Linked DNA regions of Rattus norvegicus: region 1 is linked to region 2. A link is a contact called in public Hi-C data. All regions are on one chromosome and are shown on one strand. Each heading gives the region's core, a stretch centred on a gene start, on an enhancer-like site or on the middle of the called end of the contact. The rest is flanking DNA. Distances are from core to core; before and after follow the strand shown. Region 1 overlaps Ripor3 (RIPOR family member 3). Region 2 holds the start of Ptpn1 (protein tyrosine phosphatase, non-receptor type 1).

Region 1 (5,351 bases), core at 2,806-5,305, 52 kb after region 2:
ACACTTGGGCAAGCAGGGCCCGCCCTTCCACCTCTGGGGTCAGCCCCTCCATTCCGAGTTCACACTGCTCTGGAGCAGGCCAGGACCGGAAGCAAGGCAGCTGGTGAGGAGCACCCTCCTGGGAACAGTGTAGGTGACAGTCCTGAGAGTCAGCTTGCTAGCGCTGCTGGCACCAGTCACCTTGCTCAGAAGTGTGTGGCTCTTGAGGCTGAAGAGACTGATGATGGTGCTCATGACTCTTCTGTGAGGGGAACTTGACCTTCACATTGGGTGGCTTTTTTTAAAATAAGCGAAGGCAGCTGGAACTCCAGTCTGCCTCTTGCCAGCACTTCACATTTTGCCTTTCACCCAGAGAAGCCAGCACAGAGCCACTGGGGAAGGCGATGGCCTTGCCTGCACAGGCTGAGGAGATGGCTCAGCCGGCGTCCAGGCTGTGTCTGGAGCAGGGGGTGCACAGCAGCCTCACAGGTGGGGGCCTGAGAGCAGGCGCTGCCCTGTCCCCTGCCCCGCTGGAGGCAGCAAAGCTGCTGCATGCCTTAAGTCAATACTTACTCAGCAGGGCGCTCTCGTTCTCTCTCTCTCTCTCTCTCTCTCTCTCTCTCTCTCTCTCTCTCTCTCTAAATGGCCATAGAATAAACCATTTTTACAAAAATAAAAGCCAACAACAAAGTGCTCTGGAATAGCACCTTTGCAGGTGCGGGGGGTGTCTCAGGGTCTTCTGTGACCTCACCGAACTGTCCGACTGCACCGTTTCCAACTTGTGTCTCACTAATGGGTCTGCATTAGTTGCAACAATAAATGTTTTTAAAGAACAGGGACGTGAGGTGCTTTCATTTTCTTTATTCACAGACTTGGGCCAGGGTGGGCAGTCATTTGTCTACCCCTGCCAGCGTGAGGCCTACAGGGTAAGCACACTGTGCGTCATGTGACTGCTGAGATGTGGGTTCTCTACACTGTCCTTTCAGGACCTCCCCTTGGGCAGCCCAGGCTACCTTGAGACTCACAGGTCATTGGAATCCCTGGCCCAGCATCCAGACCTCCCCTTGGCCAGCTGCCTGTCAGATTTCATGGTCTTCAATCTCAGGACATCCATAAGCCTCATCTGATGTATGCTTGACTTAAACATGAAAATGAGACCCAAAAGTGGTGTGACCTTCCGTTCATGTATAAAACTAAATATGTAAGGCCCCAAGGTGACTGACTTCCAGTTCAGAGTCACTTGAGACTTGTGGAGTGGAAGATGTCACTGCAGAAAGCACAGCTCTGTACCCTTCGGGTTCACAGGTGGCTTGTGCATCAGGTGGTCCCCGCTTGGGTCCTGGCCACAGAACTGTGAGTGCTGTGGCTGCTCTCACAACCAAAGGCTTCAGGTATGAAAATGACTCTGAGAGTTACCAGTGTGGAAAGCTGACTAATAGTGACTGGGATAAATCCAGTGCAGTGAAGGCTTGACAAAGGCCTGGGGTGTCCCCAAATGCCCCCAGAAGAGGGCAGCCTACCATGAGTCAGGCATGAAGAATATAGGAAGGATCCCCAGTGGGCCTGCCGCCCCTCCCATGTTAAGGCTCTACGGATACAACATTCTCTACTTGGGGCAGTAAGGTGGCCATACGCCAGAGTTTGTAATTGAGATTTCAGAGAATGGACATGAACAAGGCAAATAAATACCAAGTCAGCACACATGGTCCACAGGGACCTAAGTGAGAGATGACTATGTCAGCCCTGAGAACCCCCTCGTGGGCATCTCAGACGCCAGCGTGGAGTGCTCTATTCACTTAAGTAGGAAACCCCTCGTGGGTATCTAACCCATCATGAGTCTCCCCAGCCGCTGCAGTGAAAACCTCCTCAGGTCTGAGCATTCATCCAAGGGCCCAGGCTGCCATGGAAGTGGACCTGCCTACTGGGAAGCTGCCACAGCCCTGTTTGTCAGACCAGTTCTGTCCCAGCTGAGGGTATGCAGGGAGCTCATACCCCATGCATGTCTGTCACCTTGCCCTGGATCCTCGATCCTCAAGACAGTGCCTGGCACTGTACCCCAGGATGGCAAAAACAGCATTTGGCGGAGGCCACAGCCTTAGAGGTCCCACATACCACTTGTGCCTGCTCTGTGAGTACATGACTGTTATCCCTGCGCTGAGGACCCAGTCTCAGGTAACTGTCCTGACCAGCTCACACTTGGGAGGGAGTGGCTTGGATGCTCCATCCAAATCCTGGGCACTGTGGAGGCCAGGCAGCATGAAAGGAAGAAAGAGGCCAGATTTGAGCTCATCGAGCACGGCTTCTTAAAAAATTGTGATCTCAACATCCGCTTCCTGACAGAAGGCTTCTTGTTCTGCGTGTAGTTTGTCCATCTTCTCAAAAGCTAGGCGGCCTTTCTCACCTGGAATGCAGAGGTGTTTGTCACTGGCTTGTCACCATCTTGGTGTCTCTAGAGGAGTAGGGCAGTAGTGCTTGGGGGGGTCCCTTGCTCCTGCTGATGACTGAGCAGGAACAGTCTCCAATGATGGAGACCTGGGCTCTAGCCTGACTTTGCCCTGCCCTCCATTTGCCAAGAGCCATAAAATGCAAAAGAGTTACATCCTGGCGACCAGCCTGCTGTGAAGGTAGCCTGCCCTGGCCAGGGGCTGCTCAGCATAGGATGGCCTGCAGCAGGGTCCCTAGCAGCCTGGTACTGACAGCTGAGGTGGCCTCAACCCTCTCCACTAGAACCTTGGGGACCCACTGGGCTACACTTTACCAAACGACAGTGTTGCTTCCCGTGCTGCGGCTCGCACGGCCTCCAGGTCAGACTGACATAGACTGACAATCTGTTCAATGCTTTCAACGCCCTGTAAGGTCAGGAGAAAAAGGGAGGGCTTAAGCAGCAGACAGACCTACCTCACTGTTGTCCCTGCAGTGCCAAACCCAGCATGTCCTCAAGGCCCTTCAGCACTTTAGGAAGTCTCTTCCCACCCCAGTGCAGGCCTGCAAGCAAGGCCACCAGCAGCAGCTCTGTGAACACCATCTAACAACCCAGCTGCCGTCTGGGACTTGCTAACTGGAACTCTCCTCTTCTTGGAGAACCAGAGCCTGATTGCCACACTCAGGGCTCCCACAAGACTTCTGACTCCTTCACCTAGCACCTGAGTCTCACCAGCCTCTGAGGACCTTTTGGGACATCACTGAGCAAGTGAAGTCACTGGGTTCCCTCTACACTGAGCTAGCTCCCACATAGAAGTAGGTAACAAGTTTATACAAAGGCAGAGGCAGATTCCCAGCATGGGAGTGCAGGGAGAAAATGGGGAAGGCAGGGCTCACAGGCCTTGAAGCCCACATGTCTCCAGTCCCAGAAGTTAAGCTGGAGCCCAGATTTATTTTATTTATTAATATATATAAGCACACTGTAGCTGTCTTCAGACACACCAGAGGAAGGCATCAGATCTCATTACAGATGGCTGTGAGCCACCATGTGGTTGCTGGGATTTGAACTCAGGACCTCTGGAAGAGCAGTCAGTGCTCTCTCCAGCCCCCCAGGATGGCTTTTAACAAACCTATTCACATAGTGAATAGGGTTTTTTGTTTGTTTTTGTTTTGTTTTGTTTTGAGATAGGGTCTCACCATTTGGCCTAAGCTGGCCTGGATCACAGGTATGTGCCAATACACCTGGATTTGTTTTCAGTGCACGAAAACTACTTTTGTGTGTGCGTGTGTGACCCTGAAGAGATTAGACATGTGCATGCGCGCGCGCACACACACACACACACACACACCTCCACACACAATGGACAAAACCAGAGCGAACAGGTGCTGTCTGCATTCCTGTTCAACTGGAGAGGAAGTCCTTTGGTGTGGGGACCTCTGCTGTTGGAGTCTGAGAGCTGGACGTTACTTGAAGTCCTCTTGCTGCTGGTGAAACCCTTTACCGCCCCACCATCCCATCCCTTGTCCCAGTGAAAACATTTCAAGCTGTTGCTGCTGTTTTGGCCCTCACCACTGATGGCCTCCTGTCACTCCTGAGGACAAGGAACTCACCCCGAGCTGCTGCAGAGCCATGCACGCCGCCTGCTGGAGCTTGGAGTCACTGTCATTTAAGGCATTGGTGTAGTATAGCAGGGCCTGAGGAAGAAGACCAGGATTGGACAGAGCTGGCATGACAGAGTGGGCAGGGCAGGCATAGGTCCCCAGCTGGGTAGAGCACTCTGCATACGCCCCAGTGACCCAGACTCAGCCCTTCTCCAAGCAAAGCTTGGGGTGAGACCTGTCAATCTGCCCAGCTGTATTGTCAGGTGGATTACCCCAAGATTGATCACCTTTTCCCGGAAGCGCTTGTTCCTGGCCGCGCTGGCCAGTCGCATTCTGGCAGCCCTGCACAGCCTCGGGGGTCCGTCCAGCTGCAGCCGGGCCCAGGCTTGAAGCGTCTGGGGCAATGGCTGCAGCTGGCTTAGACGCTTCCCGTGCAGCTTCCTCAGGGCCTTGGCTGGGCCCGCACAGTTCAGTTCCTCAATGAGAGTAACTGGAAGACAGGAAGAGGCAGGTGCTGTTGGTTGAGGCTTAGCCACTTCAGTCACATAGGGAACTCCAAGGCGGGCATCACCACGTCCCGACAAACATTTCCAAAAGTGGGTCAGACACGCCTTACAAATGAGCAGAACCACAGGCTGGCCTTGGCACAATGGTATACACCTGTAATCCTAGCACTTGGGAGGCTGAGGCATGAGGATGGTGAGATTGAGGTTGGTCTGTGCTACATAGTGAGACCCTGATTCAAAAAGAAACCAGAATAAGCCCAGGCGTCTAGGCTGCCTCCTCTCTCTGGAGCTGTTCTGGACCGTTCACCTCCCTCTCTTAATTTCCACCATAGCAGGCTGTGTTGTCACTCGATCTGATCTCAGTTTTGACAGAGGGAGAGTTACAGGGGCTCCCGAGTTGTGGCCCAAACCAGAGTGGGACAGGGTATGCTGTAACTCGCTTCCAGATTGCCACGCCACCAGGCCCTACCTTCCTTGGTGAGCTGAGTGAGGTGTTTCTCCAAGTCAGAGATGTTCTGCCGCTGCAGGTAGCTGTGGAACTGGAACCAGGTGACCACCTGCTCGTCCTGGAGCCCTGCTGTGACAAATAGCCCGCCACAGCCCAGCACCTGCTCCAGGAGCCTGCGACACACTGACAGAGAAGGGCCGTGAGCGGAGCCGAGGCCTCTCAATAAATAGGTCTGTGTCCGATGAAAGGGACTCAGGGAAAGGGGAGCCCAGGGGAGCCCCCTTAGAGCAGGCAGACTCCTGGTTCTAGAACCTTCCCTAGCCCAGAAGTTGGTAGCACTTGCCAATAAGGTTCAATTTGACTCAACTCTAACCCCTTTCCTATCTTTTCGTTCT
Region 2 (5,047 bases), core at 2,429-4,928:
CCTATGGTGGAAGCCAGCCACACATACTGGGATGGGACCCAAAATGGAGGGAAGCAAACAGTGGAGAGAGAGGGAGGAGAGGCAGATGGGCTAGTCGCCAGGATCATCTGGGTATGGCAGGCAGGGCTAGGAATGACCTTTATTCTCTTTAAAAATATACACATTTGTTTATTTGTCTTAAGTGTGTTTTGTGCACACATGTGGCATGTGAGTGCACGTATCTGAATGTGCCTATTTTGTGTGCCCAAACATATTTTGGGCATGCACATGCGTGCATGTGTACGTGTTCAAGTGCAAGTGCATGCATGCATGCAAAACGCGCAAGTGTGTGTAAGAGTGTGTGTCTGGGTGTGTGCTCACAGGCGTGCCTGAAGAGGCACTGATCCCCCCAGAATTGGAATTACAGACGATTGTGAGACATTTTGTGGGTGCCGGGGATCTAACAGTGGTCCTCTGCAAGAGCAATAAGCGCTCCTAACCACAAAGCCATCTCTCCAGCCCTGGACCAGGCATTTTTTTCTAAGCAGAATGACAAAGCGGGTGTTTTCCTCTGGAAGGCATCACCATGTCTGGCGCTGATATATGGAGAGTGGATGTGAGACACTGATACGTGGCCTCTCCTTCAGGGTTAGTACTTCTCATGGGGTTTCATTGTCTGCCACTTCAGTGGGTTAAGTGGGGCCCCTAAGAAGTCACGTCACCACTGTGACCTTATTTGGGAAAACAGTCTTTGCAAACGTCACTGACTTAGGGGTCTCCGGAGAAGATCTGGATCTACTGGACTGGCCACTTAACATCTGGGACACAACGACAAGTGTTCTTACAGAATAGACAGCGTCAGACAGGAGGAGCTAGAGAGGCCCTGTGAAGATCAGGCAAGGGTGACGCCTGTCAGAGCTAGAAGAGGCAGAGAAGGGCTTCGTGCATCAGCAGTCAAGTCTGGGGCCTTGTGATCAGTGACTAACTGCGCCCAGTGACACAGGCCTGTCATCCCAGCTATTCAGGAGGCTGAGGCAGGAGGACAAAAGTTCAAGGCCTATGGAGGCACTTTAGAAAAACTGTGTCAAGCCTGAGTAACATTTGAGCTACTGGGACCCCACCTCCCGAGAGTCGCTTGCATAGGGAACTACTTTCATTAGGCAACCTCCAAATGTGGGGTCCCCAAAATTTTCACCAGGATAGTCAACTTTAATGTTCTTAGTGAAGCACTCTCTTTCTAAGGATGTTGCTTATCAGACCAGCTGTCTTTATTCAGTAGGAATTAATAGGCTCCCTGGGTGAAGCTGCCAAGTTTGAGGGCTTGAGTTTGAGTCCCTGGGTGTCACAGAACAGAAGAAGAAAGTCAATTCTAGCAAGTTGTCCTCCATCTGACCTCAAAATGCGTCCTGTGGCACACATATAATTAATTTTAATGGGCAAAAGAAATTAAATCTACCTACCTGTTTGCTACTGTTTGAAAAGTGGCTGAGCCCCTCGATACAGTAAGCCCATCTTCCCGTCTTGTGAGGTAGACAGTCATTTCTCTTCTACAGTGGAGAAGACCAGGATGGAAAGCTTTTTTTAAAAAGAATTATATATATATATATATATATATATATATATATATATATATATATATACTCTTCCGACCAACGGACCGTCAGGCTAGAACCCAGTCCCCCTTCCCATCTATCAGACTGTCTTGTTTGTGGCTTTTTGAGACAGGGTTTTGCTCTGTACCAGGCACTTACCGTGTAGACAAGGCTAGCCTTGAATTCTCCATGATCCTCCTGCCTCAGCTTCTCAAGTGCTAGGAATACAGACAGGTTCAGGTGCTTAGCCCTGCTTGGCAATGCTACCTTAGACAGGTACTTTGTCTCTGCTTGGCTCTGGTCAGCCCTAAGATGAGAATCAAAATGCCTCTGTGAGAAGACGGATGTGGAGAATAAATGAAAACAGGGCCTTTGCTTACCACAGCACTGGGAGAGCAAACTGGAAGTCACTCAGTCACACCGGGAACCAGTGCTGGCACAGGACACTGATCCAGCCTAAGTCTGCCTTTCTATCCTATGGTGAGTCCAGAATGGATGTTTACAACTCCAAGTTCCAGTTAAGTTTCTCCAGGGAAGGCAATCCTATCCTTCACATATACTTGAAGGAGCCCATGCACCAGAACCATCACTCAATGCTCACCCAGGGCAGTCTGAACATACCCCAGAAATTTCACCTGGATGACTTCAGTGAGGAAGATTCTTTATTCTGTTAAACAAGTTTTTAAATTTATTTGTATGAAGGTTTTGTATGCATGTATGTACGGTAGTATGGTATCACATGTATACCCTGTGCCCTTGAAGATCAGAAGAGAGCCTAGAACTGGAGTTAGAGTGGTTATGAGCCACCATCAAGCCCCAAGGAAGATTTTCTCTTTTTGTTGTTTTTTTGTTTTGAGACATTGTGTATCTGGCTGTCCCGGAACTCACTATGTAGACCAGGCTAGCCTGGAACTGGAACTCAAGAGAACCCTTGTTTCTGTCTGGAGAGTAAAGAGGTTTTTTTTTTTTTTTTTTTTTTTTTTTGAGTAAAGAGTTTAAAGTCAAGTGCCACCACATCCGGTCAGGATTTTCTTGATACTGCGGAAAGACAGAAAACTAGCACATGTCCCATTGGTTCCTCCTGCCAGGGTAAAAATCCCATGGACTTTCCAAAGTTTCGGGAGAGCAGGGTGGGCAGCTGGGTGTTGACACTTGTCCAAAACTCGGTAGACTGAGGAAGGCAGATCCGGAGCTGGAGGCTGGCCTGGGCTACGTAAGGAATTCCAGGCCAGCTCGGGCTACCGAGTGATTCACTGTCTAAAACAAACACTCTGCTTGCTGGGATGTGGCCCGATTGTGTCCTTGCATGCATGGAGCGCTGGTTTATCTCCTCCCCCCCACCCGCCCCCCGCAATGCATGTCTGTGATTCCAAGATGTGGGAGGTGGAGGCAGGAAGATCATCCTTTGCCTGACGGCAAATAAGAGGTTATCTTTGGCCTGACAGCAAGTGGGAGGCCAGCCTGGAATAGCGTGACCCTGAGTTAAAAATAAAGAGCGGAGCCCGAAGTGATGGGACACACCTTTAATCTCAGAACTCGGAAAAGAGGCAGCCGGATTTATGAGTTCGAGGCTGGTATTGGTCTGCAGAGCAAGTTTGAGGACATCGGGCTACGAAGAGAAACCCTGTCTCGAAAAACCAAGTCAAAAGAAGTAAATGAATAAATAAAAGAAAAACAGATAGAACGGGACAGGAAACGCCGCTCCCACTCAACCGCCCAGTTCGAGGCCACGCCCTCGACGCCTGACTCAAACGGCTGGCTCGGGGCTCGAAATCAAGATACGCCCCCAGCCCCGCCTTGGCCCACGCGTCCTAGGCGCGCCGCCGGGGGTCGCTTGGGCAACGGGCGCGCGCCGGCCGGAGTGGGGAACCCGGGAAGCCGCACGCGGCGCGCGCAGCAGGTCACCTCCTCCGGCTCAGGCCTTTTCCACTAAGCCCCTCCCCCGCCCCGCCCCCGCGGAAGTGCCGGCAAGCCTCTTCGCTTTCTGACTGGTCCTCCGGTGCAGAGGGCGGAGCTCGCGGTGAGGCGGGGGTGCGTACTTCCGGCTGCCGGCTTGACATGCAGAAGCCGCTGCTGGGGAGGTTGGGGCTGAGGTGGTGGCGGGCGACGGGCCTCGAGACGCGGAGCGACGCGGCCTAGCGCGGCGGACGGCCGAGGGAACTCGGGCAGTCGTCCCGTCCCGCCATGGAAATGGAGAAGGAATTCGAGCAGATCGATAAGGCTGGGAACTGGGCGGCTATTTACCAGGTGCGGAGCCGGGGACCCTTAGGCCGCGCCGTCTCCCCGACCCTCCCGGTTTAGGGGACCCCTGTCGCGCGTCCTCGCCGCCCTAGACCCCACTTGGGGCTCGCGGCCCTTGCGACACCCCCACTCGCCAATATCTCACCGCGGTCCGTGTCTTCTCCGAGCCCCCCCAACCCGACCCCAACATGGCCCAGCCACCCTTTGTCCCCACTAGTCCACACCCCTGCCGCTTCCTTGTCTGGACCGGACCACCTCAGGTCCTCTTCCTTTGTCTCCTGGGGAGGAGGGTGGGCTCGCCGACACCCCCCGCCCGCGCACATTTCACTTCCTCAGACCTCAGTGTGCGGTCGTGGAGGCCCCTGGATGACAGCCCCCTTACTCCTTCCTGCCCATTCATTTGTTAGACGTGAGCTGGAGAGTCTGTTCGGTGCTAGGCGTTGGAGATGGTGTGTGTTAAACGCCACCGTAGACCTACCCTACCTCCCAGAGAGGCTTGTAGTCATACAGACACTCAAATACTGATCATTGCAGCTGGTGACAAGTGTTGAGAAGAGAAAGACCCGTTCCGGTGGAGGGTCTGCTGCCTTGTCGAGGGGATCACGGCGGGGCTGCTAGGGAAGGAGACTTGCCCTTTGAATAGAGCAAGGAGTGGCAAGCCAGGAGGGTAGGGGACACGAAGGGCACACAGAACCCATTCCTATAGCTGCCTGAACCTCTCTAAATGGCCTCTTTCCTTGTCGTTTATCCTTTGATCGTGGGCTGAGATGGTTTCTGTTTTCTGAGATCCGGTCCACTTGAGAGGTTCTGGGGGTTCATAAATAAAGTATTATGAAAGTAGGGTTTTCCCTCCTCTATGTATGAAACAGCGAATTGAAAACGCAAAGATGTCTTTACAAGCAGCTAAGTCCTCTAAAGAAAATAAGTCTTCTGATTAAATGTCAGTGCGGGGGTTGTGAGGATTAACCAAAACCACACTCGCCAGGCATCTTAAATAAGCATGTGCAAAGTAGATCCTGTTCCTTGTGTAAAGAGAGCAGGCTGTTTATTCTGCTTTCAGCTTATGGGTTCAAAAGACAGCGGGTGAGACCCATCAGCTGGAGAATTGAAATCTATTTTGAGCTTCACTTAGGAAAGTAGAAAGCCTCAGGCTGTTGTTTGGTGTTCTTGACTGACAAAACCTTTTTTGGGGTGGCCTTGATTTCTAGATTCCTTGACTGAGTTCTTTTTACTCG

What was found. A called contact is a pair of places that touch in the nucleus more often than the background predicts.
Region 1: a Hi-C map of liver shows a contact between it and region 2, with 2.1 times the contacts expected there. The contact joins the enhancer-like site here to the promoter of Ptpn1 in region 2. A contact is called at or near these places in 3 of 12 Hi-C or Micro-C datasets (kidney, liver and mammary epithelial cells).

The regions. Positions count from the first base shown.
Region 1 is chr3:177,105,611-177,110,961 of GRCr8, forward strand. Ripor3 (RIPOR family member 3) reads right to left here. Exons shown (of 22, transcript XM_006235650.5): 18 at 4,978-5,139; 19 at 4,290-4,492; 20 at 4,012-4,095; 21 at 2,738-2,828; 22 at 826-2,380. The coding sequence ends at 2,283. It also overlaps a transcript of Ptpn1 not described here. Among named protein-coding and RNA genes, the nearest start is that of Ptpn1, 51 kb to the left of the region's middle. Within about 2 kb of position 4,056, at least 4 of the 93 cell types and tissues checked have an H3K27ac peak or open chromatin away from gene starts, as enhancers often do. A contact at or near this core is called in liver, where this site is marked.
Region 2 is chr3:177,054,055-177,059,101 of GRCr8, forward strand. Ptpn1 (protein tyrosine phosphatase, non-receptor type 1) reads left to right here and starts at 3,679. Exons shown (of 9, transcript NM_012637.2): 1 at 3,679-3,818. The coding sequence starts at 3,756.